Regions from separate parts of the Mus musculus genome. Here regions 1 and 3 are each linked to region 2. A link is a contact called in public ChIA-PET and HiChIP or PLAC-seq data. All regions are on one chromosome and are shown on one strand. The core of a region is the stretch at or near the end of the contact, and the rest is flanking DNA. Distances in the headings are between cores, read along the strand shown. Region 1 has its middle 19 kb from the start of Gm52200. Region 2 has its middle 14 kb from the start of Slc4a8. Region 3 overlaps Dip2b (disco interacting protein 2 homolog B).

Region 1 (3,399 bases), core at 806-3,305, 590 kb before region 2:
ACGGAACTAAATTTGAAGCCTGATTTTGCCCTTGCCCTTGCCCTTGGGCTTGTACAACTTTCAGAGTCTCAGTTTCCCCATCTTTGAAAATGGGTACTAAGGTTACCTGCATCCAGGGCTATAGGGACTGAAGAGGATAATGTGTGTGGTTGGCCAGGTACAGCACAAATGTTCTGTGACTGACAGAACACATCCCAGGCCTGTTTGTGACAGGATTGGAAAGGGACAAGAATGGTCCCTATCTATGATTTGAAACACTGTGGCCTCAACCTAGGTATACACGTGACCAGGAGCACGCACACACTGGGGGCACTTGTGTGTTTCCACTGTTTATTGAGGCTGCTTAGCTACCGCTGTGCTTAGAGCCCATGAAGCCCAACCCTCTGGTGCCTGTTGGGACAGGACCTGGCTGGATTCTAGCATTCCTGCTGCCTCCACTTCCTCTTGGTCACAGACAAGGAGTGCAAACTAGACAGCTTAGGGATCATTTAATCCCTAGGCCACAAAAGGCTTTACTTTGATACATTGTGGCCTTGGCGTGAGACTTGGGGAGCCTAGGATACATTGTGGCCTTGGTGTGAGACTTGGGGAGCATAGGGTTCTCCTGAGGACTCTACGGCCTGCTCACCCCCTCCCTGTTTGCACAAGCTGCATATGCTAAGACCATAGCTCTGTTGAAGCAAAGCTCTGGGGTCCAAGCACATATCCTCCCAATACCCTATGGCCTATGGCAGAGGAAAGGAGTTCTTTGTCCTGTGTCAAGAGGAAAAGGACCATGGTTCATGTGCTGACACAGAGCCACAGAGCCATCAAGCCAGTCACAAGGTCTATGGGGCTTCAAGGCCACCCCCTGGAGGCTTTATATCAGTCACAACACTCCCAACACACCAGGTCCCAAATGACTTGTCGGAGACCCTCCCCTAATGCTCTGACAGGCATGATGGCATGCCCAGCACCTCTTCATCTGTCCTCTGAAGTAAACGGACCACAAGATAGCCAGTACTACCCTCATTGGTCCATCTCCCTCTATAAATGAGCAAGGCCACCTCACCTTAACTGGGCAACCTCACCTTAACTCTAGGGCACAGCCCTCCTTCGAGGGGTGACATCCCAGAACCATGAGTGTACCCTGCCTGCTCATCTTAAGAGAGAATCTGAAGGCCAGGCAGAGAAAGGGCCTAAGCCACACAGCTTAGAAGCAGTAGAAGCAGGCTGACCAAACCCCATTAGCAGACAAAGGTAGACCTCTCCCTCTGAGCTTTGTTAAGTACACTGCCCAGCTGGTGAAATGGGAGAAAAATGGGGAGAGGGGCCATGTACCCTAAATTCATGGAACTCCCTCTCCTGGAAGGAGCAGCTCTCCAGGGCCAACCTGAGAAATAACAGAGTCCCTTCTGGAACTTCCCAGCAGGTTGGTGGATCAGGGGGAAGCATTATCGCAGCCAGCCATGGATCTGGGTAATGACATTACACCTGCCTACCATGGGAGACAGAAATAGGGAACAGTACTGGCACAGGATCTAGTTCAGGCCCCTACCTGGAGGAACTCCAGCCTCAGTTTACCCAGCTGTCAAATGAAGATAACATTTGTGCTCCCCTCTGGCCACCACACTATGCTACCTAAGATTGCTCTTTAGTTTGAGTCTCTACCTCCAAAGGCCTGGTGGGTGCCTGCCCATAGCCACTCTGGCTCAGCCCTGCAGGCCAAGAGCAGAGAAAAGCAGGGGCCTGGGTAAGCATTCCTCAGGCCCCTCTAGCCTGCTCCCAGCTTCCTTTTAGAGCCTCCAGATAGGAAAGGCCAGACCAGCTTACCAGCACAGACCAAGGTTTCTGTTTCAATACAGTCCAGTTCTCTACCCCCAGCCTGAAAACCACAGCCCACGGAAGGAAGGAGGATTAAGACACTACGAAAGGACCCTTTGTAAGGAGCTGAGCATGGACGGAAGCACAGACAAGCCTTTTTTCTCCTGATTAGCACAACCGCAGCCAGGATCGTGACCCTCTTAACAGGAAGAAACTGAGGCCGGAAATATGGGAGGCTTCAAAAGCAGTAAGGGCATGACTCATGCCTCCAGGATTCCTTCCCATAGAGAAGCCACCAACTAAAACAGTGAGCCAGAGACCCTGACAGAGTCGGGGTGCTAAGCCTCAGGTACCCCTGTGGGGGCATGGCAGAGGGCAGGTCCCGGGGCGGAGCTTGCAACCTCTGTTCCTGTAGACACCTGGTATCCACCTGCGGTGGTCCGCGTGCCTGGGCAGGGAGGCTGCTCAGGGCGGCCCAGACTGGGCAAGATGGGACGGGACAGGACGGGACTGGACGCGACGCGGGCGGTGCCGCCACATCTGAGCACAGCATTCCAGGGCACCGCGCCCGGGACAAGGAAGGAGCTTCCCAAAGCTGAAATGGAACCTCCCCTTGCAGGCTGCTATGGACCTGAGAGTCTCAGCACAAGAAGGAGGATGCTACCTGTACCCCAGTCCCAGAGAGCCTCCCCTGGTCCCACCACCCTCATCAATCACTCATTAGACAGTTCCTGCTGGTCGGGAGGTGGGAAGGATGAATACAGGAGCTTACAAAGGCATTCCTTGACCTCTACCCTCTTACCTGCCAAGGTTCTTAGTCTCCACCCTCACTGCCCCCTACTCACCCACCACACTAGCCACGATGTCTCCACTACCCTACTATGGCTCAGGGAAACCTTTTGCCCAGGAGGCGGCCAGTACTGATCCCTGACCCTCATCCACTTCAAACTCACTAGTGAGGCTCCTCCTTCCCCCACCCTCACACACAACCCTGACAGGTCTTCCCCATAGGTCCTTTGGGTCCTGGCCCTAGACCCTCCAACACCTCTCAGATAAGCAGATCCAAACTCTGTGTGAACAAAGAGAACTTTATAAGCGATCAGCCAGCACCTCAGCCCTGGGCCTTCCCAGTTTCCCATTCACACACACAGAGGTCTACATATTCTCCCATGCATGTGTGCATGGATACACACATACACACACACACACACACACACACCCTTGATATCCCCCAATCCTGTGGCCTTGGTTCTCATGGGTTTCTTACCCCCATCCCCCATCCCTCTACCCCACCCACCCTTCCACCCCCACCTCCCACCCAACCCCCGACATCTGGCAACTGTATTTCAAAATGCTGAGCAATCTAGGCCAGCAAGATGGAGCCTCAAGTCCTAAAGCCCATGGTGGGAGGAAAAAACAACTCCCAAAATGTATCTCCTGAGCTACATACACACACACACTAACAATAACAACAATGATAAATATAATAGAAATCTTTTAATTTAAAAAAGGGAGAGGCTGGGCTGGAGAGATGGCTCAGTGGTTAAGAGCACTGAGTGCTCTTCCGAAGGTCCTGAGTTCAAGTCCCAGCAACCA
Region 2 (3,071 bases), core at 421-2,920:
CTGGTGGTCTTTTACTACCTATAGAGCCAGACCTCCTCTGAACCTTCCAGACTCCCGAGTGTTGTCTCTCTAGCAATAGAACCAACTCTTTCTTTCTCTCTCTCTCTTTCTTTCTTTTTTTCTTTTTTAAGATTTATTTTATGCACACTGTAGCTGTCCTCAAACACACCAGAAGAGGATTACAGATGGTTGTGAGGCACCATGTGATTGCTGGGAATTGAACTCAGGACCTCTGGAAGAACAGTCAGTGCTCTTAACTGCTGAGCCATCTCTCCAGCCCTAGAACAAGTTCGTATAGAAGAGGTCACTCGTGCTTTGCAAAAGACATGCCCTTTGCAAAGGAGTTTTGATGTAGTTGTGTGTCTCAGGCTTTGCTGTGATAACTGTCAGGAGGAAACTTTTCTCGAAGTATGTCAAAAATAAACCGCTCAGGGTCAGACTCTGGGGCTTTGAACCAGCCCAGGCCATTCTAGGCTGTGCTGAACTAGATTTTCTTCTTGACACTGTTGGATCATTTAGCTGTCAGCCATTTGCAGGGGCACCTCCATCCTCCACCCCCCAGGGACTTAGGCAGCCTCTTGAATGTCCTGGCTCAACCTCTTACAGTAGGCAGCCTCTTGAATGTCCTGGCTCAGCCTCTTACAGTAGGCAGACTCTTGGATGTCCTGGCCCAGCCTCTTATAGTAGGCAGACTCTTGATGTCCTAGCTCAACCTCTTGCTTTCTGTTTTGAAGACCATCTCCGATCACAGCAGAAAAGCCTCCAGCTCTCTGGACTTCCAACTATCATTAAGACTTACCTGGGAATTTGCTTGGTTCACAGCCTAGGACAGCAGGTCATCCTGGCAACATTTCCACACTGGTCCAGTAGTCACCACTCAGCTCCCAAGATCCTTTCCTACGCCCCTGGAAACATCAATCATTCCTGACACATTTCAAAGACGCTTCTGCCTGCTTTCTCTCTTCTGGGCCTGAACTTGAGTGTACATGGCTCTCTTTACTGTTTGTAATCGACTTCTCAAGAGCAATGTTAGTATAGGTGTTATTGTTATTTTTGGTCAGACTCTTTTAGTTCGAAGTGCTAGAAACAAACAAATTTCAACCATTCAATGGAATTCTCATCAAAATGCCAGTGCCAATCTTCTGAGAAATAGAAAAAAGATTCTAAAATGCATAAGCAATGTTGTGTTTTATGAGAGAGAGAGAGAGAGAGAGAGAGAGCGAGAGAGAGCGCCAGGATATGTTTGCTAGAGCTGGGTATGGTGAGGTGGAAGAGGGCGCCTTTGCGGCCCATGCTAAGACATCCCTTCCCCCTGAGGTACCAGATATATAAACAGATATAGTATGGAACAGAGTTTATTTAGGGCATGGGAAGGGGAGTTGAGGAGGGAGGGGAGATAGAGAAAGGCGGGAGGGGGGGTGGAACTGGCCAGGAAGACGTGGAGAGAGGGAGGAGGAGGGTGGGGAGAGAGGGAGAGCGGCAGGGAGAGAAGGGGCAGAGAGTAAGAGAGCTAGGAAGGGGCAAGCAGCCCCATTTATATTGAGCTGTTGCCAGGTAACTGTGGGGCGGAGACTAGAAGGAATGATAACAAGCACCAAAGACAAATAGACACCATAGACGAATGTCCGATGAAAAGGCTGACTCTGGAAGTATGGTCATGTTCTACTACAAAGTAACAAAAACAGCTTGATACGGGAGCCAAAACAGACAGGCAGGCAGTGTTCGCAGGGGTGCTGCTGTAGCAGCCGTTAGTATGACAAACAAGCCATAAAACACTCAGATAAAAGACAACTTCAAAACAAATAACACCAGAAAAAACTGGATATCCACACAGAGAAGACTGAAAACAGTCCCCTCATACTGTACAGAAATCACCCCAAATGGATCAAAGATCTCAGTATAAGAACTTAATCCATTGGGGGTTGGGGGGCGGGGAATAGAGAAAAATACATCCACACATCGGCTTAAGCACTCTTTCTGAAAGGGACGAGCCGGGACGGGGGTGGGACTAGCCGGGACGGGGGTGGGACTAGCCGGGACGGGGGGTGGGACTAGCCGGGACGGGGGTGGGACTAGCCGGGACGGGGGTGGGACTAGCCGGGACTGGGGTGGGACTAGCCGGGACGGGGGTGGGACTAGCCGGGACTGGGGTGGGGTGGGGTGGGGTGGGGGTTAGGTCAGACCCTGAGGGCGGCTCAGTGGTTAAAGTATTTGCCCTGCAATGATAAGCGGCTGAGTTAGATAACCCAGAACCCTGAAGGCTGGAGGAGTGGGAGGAGCCACACTGGTAGCAGGAGCTCAGGAGGCAGACAAGTTCTCTAGTGTTCTTGGTATGTTCCAAGCTAGTGAGAAACCCTGTCTCAAAAATCAAAGTGGACTGTTGGCTGGGTTTTTTTTTTTTTTTTTGCTTTGTTTTTGTTTTTTTGTTTTGTTTTGTTTTAAATACTATTGTGTCCTTTTATCTCTGATTCCCTTCCAAAGTTTATTCCACCCTAATCCCTTACAACACCAAGTAGGAAAGAAAGAAAGTTAGAGGGGAAAGGGAGGGTAGACCTCTTTAGACTACGTCCTGTTTATTAAGGGTGTTGGGTTCCCTGGGGGCAAATCCAATCTTCATCGTCAAAATATCCAGCAGTACCGCAATCCAGCAACAGCAAACACCACAGCAAATGCAGCAGCAGGGGCAGCAGCTGCTGCCACAGGGCCTCTCAGGTCTCCCATTTATAGCCTCTCCAGAGTCCCCAGAGTTAAACTAGCTGAAGCTAGTGTATGCCCCGCCAGTGCATGACGCAAATGACAATCACCTGCTGCGAAGCAGCCTCTTATCCCACACCTGAGAGTAAAACAAAAACATACTCACACAACATAACTGAGTTTTTAAAGAAACCAAAATTCTCACTGCCTTTCCCCATTTTAATCTTAAAAAATGACATTTTCTCTAATATTAATAGACTATTAATATAAACAAATTATGAGAACTGTCAAGTAAGAATTATATTTACAATCTCCTGTTCATATGTATTTGGTAACCTTGGAGAAGGCACTCCACTATCAGTCCTTTCCCGGTGAGC
Region 3 (3,163 bases), core at 195-2,694, 570 kb after region 2:
CACCGTCTACAACTGCTGGGCTCGCTTTCCTTGCATTAGTAAGCACAGGAGAAGGCCTGCCCTTGTTTACAGAACCTACAATTCCAGCACTTAGCTGCCATGTCAGTCTCCACATAGAAAACACAACACTTCAGTTAGAAATGAGAGAAAGATTCTTAGGTCTGCTCTCGCAGAGTGGCAGCCACCTATATTGGCCTGGACAGCACAATCTCTGAAGAAGGTCATGTTTTTTATCTTGGAATTCTCCTCAGTCTTCAGAATCAACAATCATTGACAGACTCTGAGACTGCTCACATTTCATGCCTCAGCTGCAGGACGGGTATTTAAAGCTGGGCTTTGTCACTCTAAGCTAGACCAGCCCAAGCACCTGGAAGAACCACAGAGCGCAGCTCAGATCACCCCAGAGTGGTGACACGGATCTCAGAGCACTCACCTTCCTCGATAGACGGTCTTTATGGACTCCACAGCCAATCCAGTAGCAACAATGTCATCGGCGTTATGTCTTCGGCCGCTGACCATGAGTAATCCATCCATTTTTCCAACCACGAACACCAAGCTACCCTGAAAGTTAGCAATGATTCACCTTCATTTCCATAGTTTAAAGGGTAAAACAGACACCTTACATTTCCTGTTTTCATGAAAATGTCACTAAACAAAACCAAACCAAACACTAAGAAACGTACCTGTGAAACATGTACACAGTTCAACTCCCAACACCACAAAAAACGTGTTTATACGAAAGAAAATAATGTCATAGTTTATGGGATTTATTATTATTTTTCTTTAGAATTAGTAAAAAAGCACATCTTAAAGCCACCAAGTCTTTAAAAGGCTCGATCTGTGTGCATGTGTGTGGGCACAGGCAGGCCACTGCCCGCTGTGACTCAGAGGACAACTTGCAGGAACTGTCCTCTCCTTCCACCCAATGGGTCCCAGGGACGCCTCTACCTGCTGAGCATCTGGCTAGCACCCACTGAGGTCTTACCGTCTATAAGAGATTAATCCGTTCCTATTTATTCTTAGGGGAAATCTCACTCTCACAGGGGAGAAACTGTGCTCACACACAGAGTTCCCTTTTCCAGCCACAGGTGTGCATTAGCTCTTCTGTAGTTGGCACAGGGTGAATACCAGGGAGAGAAATGTTACTTTATTGCTCCTGGAGCTAGAGAGAGCCAACGGTTTTAGTGTGTGAATAGTTGCTTTGAGCTCGCAAGGGTAACACTGTCTCCATTGGCAAGATCAGAAACACATACCCAAGAAGGTCTAAGAACCCTGCAGATTTTTGGACAACAGAGCAGCAGGCCCCTGGGTCCATTGGCCCTTCGCATGTCCTCTCGAGTTGGCAGTTACCTCCACAAGCATGTCACTCTTGCTGAGCACAGTGTAGTGCCACACAATGACTGGGCTAAGCCAGAAAAACAGAATGTCAATGCACAGGAAGCTGCTGGTCTACCCACAGTGCCAGAGGAAGCCAGCCAACTCCACAACGCCAGAGCCAGAGGGGACACACTTCTAACAGTCTGCTGGTGGTAAATGGAGAGAGAGGCGGCTAAGGGAATGTCCTGGTCCTGCAGAGGACATGAGTGTGGCTGCCAGCACAAAGTCTGGTGGCTCACAGCTCCTTTAACTCCAACACTGCTATGCATGTAGACTTGCATATACATTTAACATAATAGAAACAAATCCTTAAAAAAGAGAGAGAGAAGGGATGCCTGCTTCTCCAAATCTTTCACAGTGAGGCTGTTTAGCTGACATGGTATTTCCATCTTCATCTTCCTTGCAGCTAGATCTGACCATGGGACTGGTTCAGGCCAGACACAACCAGACCCTTTACATGGGGTTCAGGGGATCATTCATAGAGAGCGGACAACAGTCTATCTGTTTCAGACTGACGGTTGGAGCTGGGTCCTGGACCTCAATAGCAGTGCAGCAAGCTCGCTCAAGATTTGGGCTCTTGAGACAGCTGAAGCTGCACTGCAGTGTTAAGGGCTCAGTGTCACATGCTCTTACATGAGCTGAGCGCTAGGAGGAGGAAGAGGAGAAGGAGGAGGAGGAGATGGGCAGGAAGGAGCCATCGACAGATGGAGGGTATGAGTTGACAGGATAGTGACTACCCCATGGCTCGCCACTGCCCTACCCACTGGCCATCAGAGCCTGGCTCTCTGCTGCCTTTGTGTCCTGCTCAGGCTCAGTATGTGCCTTGAGAACAGGCTTTTGGGTCCTTGTCTCTCTAGACCACTACCATGAATAACACTTGCCAGGTAACGAACTGTTTTCTAAGAATTTACAATGACCCAGGGTGGGCACTGCTGAGAATCCTTAAGAAAACACTCTCATGCCCGGCGTGGTGGCACACACCTTTAATCCCAGCACTCAGGAGGCAGAGGCAGGCGGATTTCTGAGTTCGAGTCCAGCCTGGTTTACAAAGTGAGTTCCAGGACAGCCAGGGCTACACAGAGAAACTCTGTCTCGAAAAACCAAAAAAAAAAAAAAAAAAAAAAGAAAAGAAAAGAAAACACTCTCAGCTAATGGATGGATCACAGGGCTCCCAATGGAGGAGCTAGAGAAAGTAGCCAAGGAGCTAAAGGGATCTGCAACCCTATAGGTGGAACAACATTATGAACTAACCAGTACCCCGGAGCTCTTGACTCTAGCTGCATATGTATCAAAAGATGGCCTAGTCGGCCATCACTGGAAAGAGAGGCCCATTGGACACGCAAACTTTATATGCCCCAGTACAGGGGAACGCCAGGGCCAAAAAGGGGGAGTGGGGGTGGGTGGGTATGGGGGACTTTTGGTATAGCATTGGAAATGTAAATGAGCTAAATACCTAATAAAAAATGGAAAAAAAAAAAAAGAAAAAGAAAACACTCTCTACATTCGCCACTCAGTTTCCCTTGGCTACGAAGTAACCTTCCCCCCTCCCTCCTCTTAACTTCTCAGAGCATGTTAACATAAATCAAGAAAAGTAGTAAGAATAAGTGAAATGTTTAAAAATATAGGATACATATGAAGCCTTAGTCTGTAGGAGTCACAGAAACTTAGGCAAGAGACGCAGAAAACATTAGCTCATTCCTGTGACAGTCTTCTACAATCAGTCTGAAAGACAGTGCATCATTTTTAATCCCAGCGTTTGGGAGGCTGAGGTAGGGATCTCCACTAG

Evidence for each region. ChIA-PET counts read pairs in DNA pulled down with a chosen protein or histone mark. HiChIP or PLAC-seq counts read pairs in DNA pulled down with a chosen protein or histone mark.
Region 1: a FOXA1 HiChIP or PLAC-seq map of pancreatic cancer cells shows a contact between it and region 2. The contact joins two enhancer-like sites. A contact is called at or near these places in 1 of 39 promoter capture datasets (liver), 1 of 484 Hi-C or Micro-C datasets (pro-B cells) and 1 of 115 datasets of contacts at active chromatin or transcription factors (pancreatic cancer cells).
Region 3: an RNA polymerase II ChIA-PET map of memory CD8 T cells shows a contact between it and region 2, with 20 read pairs. The contact joins two enhancer-like sites.

The regions. Positions count from the first base shown.
Region 1 is chr15:101,335,552-101,338,950 of GRCm38.p6, reverse strand. No RefSeq gene overlaps it. Among named protein-coding and RNA genes, the nearest start is that of Gm52200, 19 kb to the right of the region's middle. Within about 2 kb of position 2,055, at least 94 of the 459 cell types and tissues checked have an H3K27ac peak or open chromatin away from gene starts, as enhancers often do. A contact at or near this core is called in pancreatic cancer cells, where this site is marked.
Region 2 is chr15:100,746,315-100,749,385 of GRCm38.p6, reverse strand. No RefSeq gene overlaps it. Among named protein-coding and RNA genes, the nearest start is that of Slc4a8, 14 kb to the left of the region's middle. Within about 2 kb of position 1,670, at least 111 of the 459 cell types and tissues checked have an H3K27ac peak or open chromatin away from gene starts, as enhancers often do. A contact at or near this core is called in memory CD8 T cells and pancreatic cancer cells, where this site is marked.
Region 3 is chr15:100,178,707-100,181,869 of GRCm38.p6, reverse strand. Dip2b (disco interacting protein 2 homolog B) reads right to left here. Exons shown (of 38, transcript NM_001159361.2): 21 at 434-561. Among named protein-coding and RNA genes, the nearest start is that of Atf1, 48 kb to the left of the region's middle. Within about 2 kb of position 1,444, at least 68 of the 459 cell types and tissues checked have an H3K27ac peak or open chromatin away from gene starts, as enhancers often do. A contact at or near this core is called in memory CD8 T cells, where this site is marked.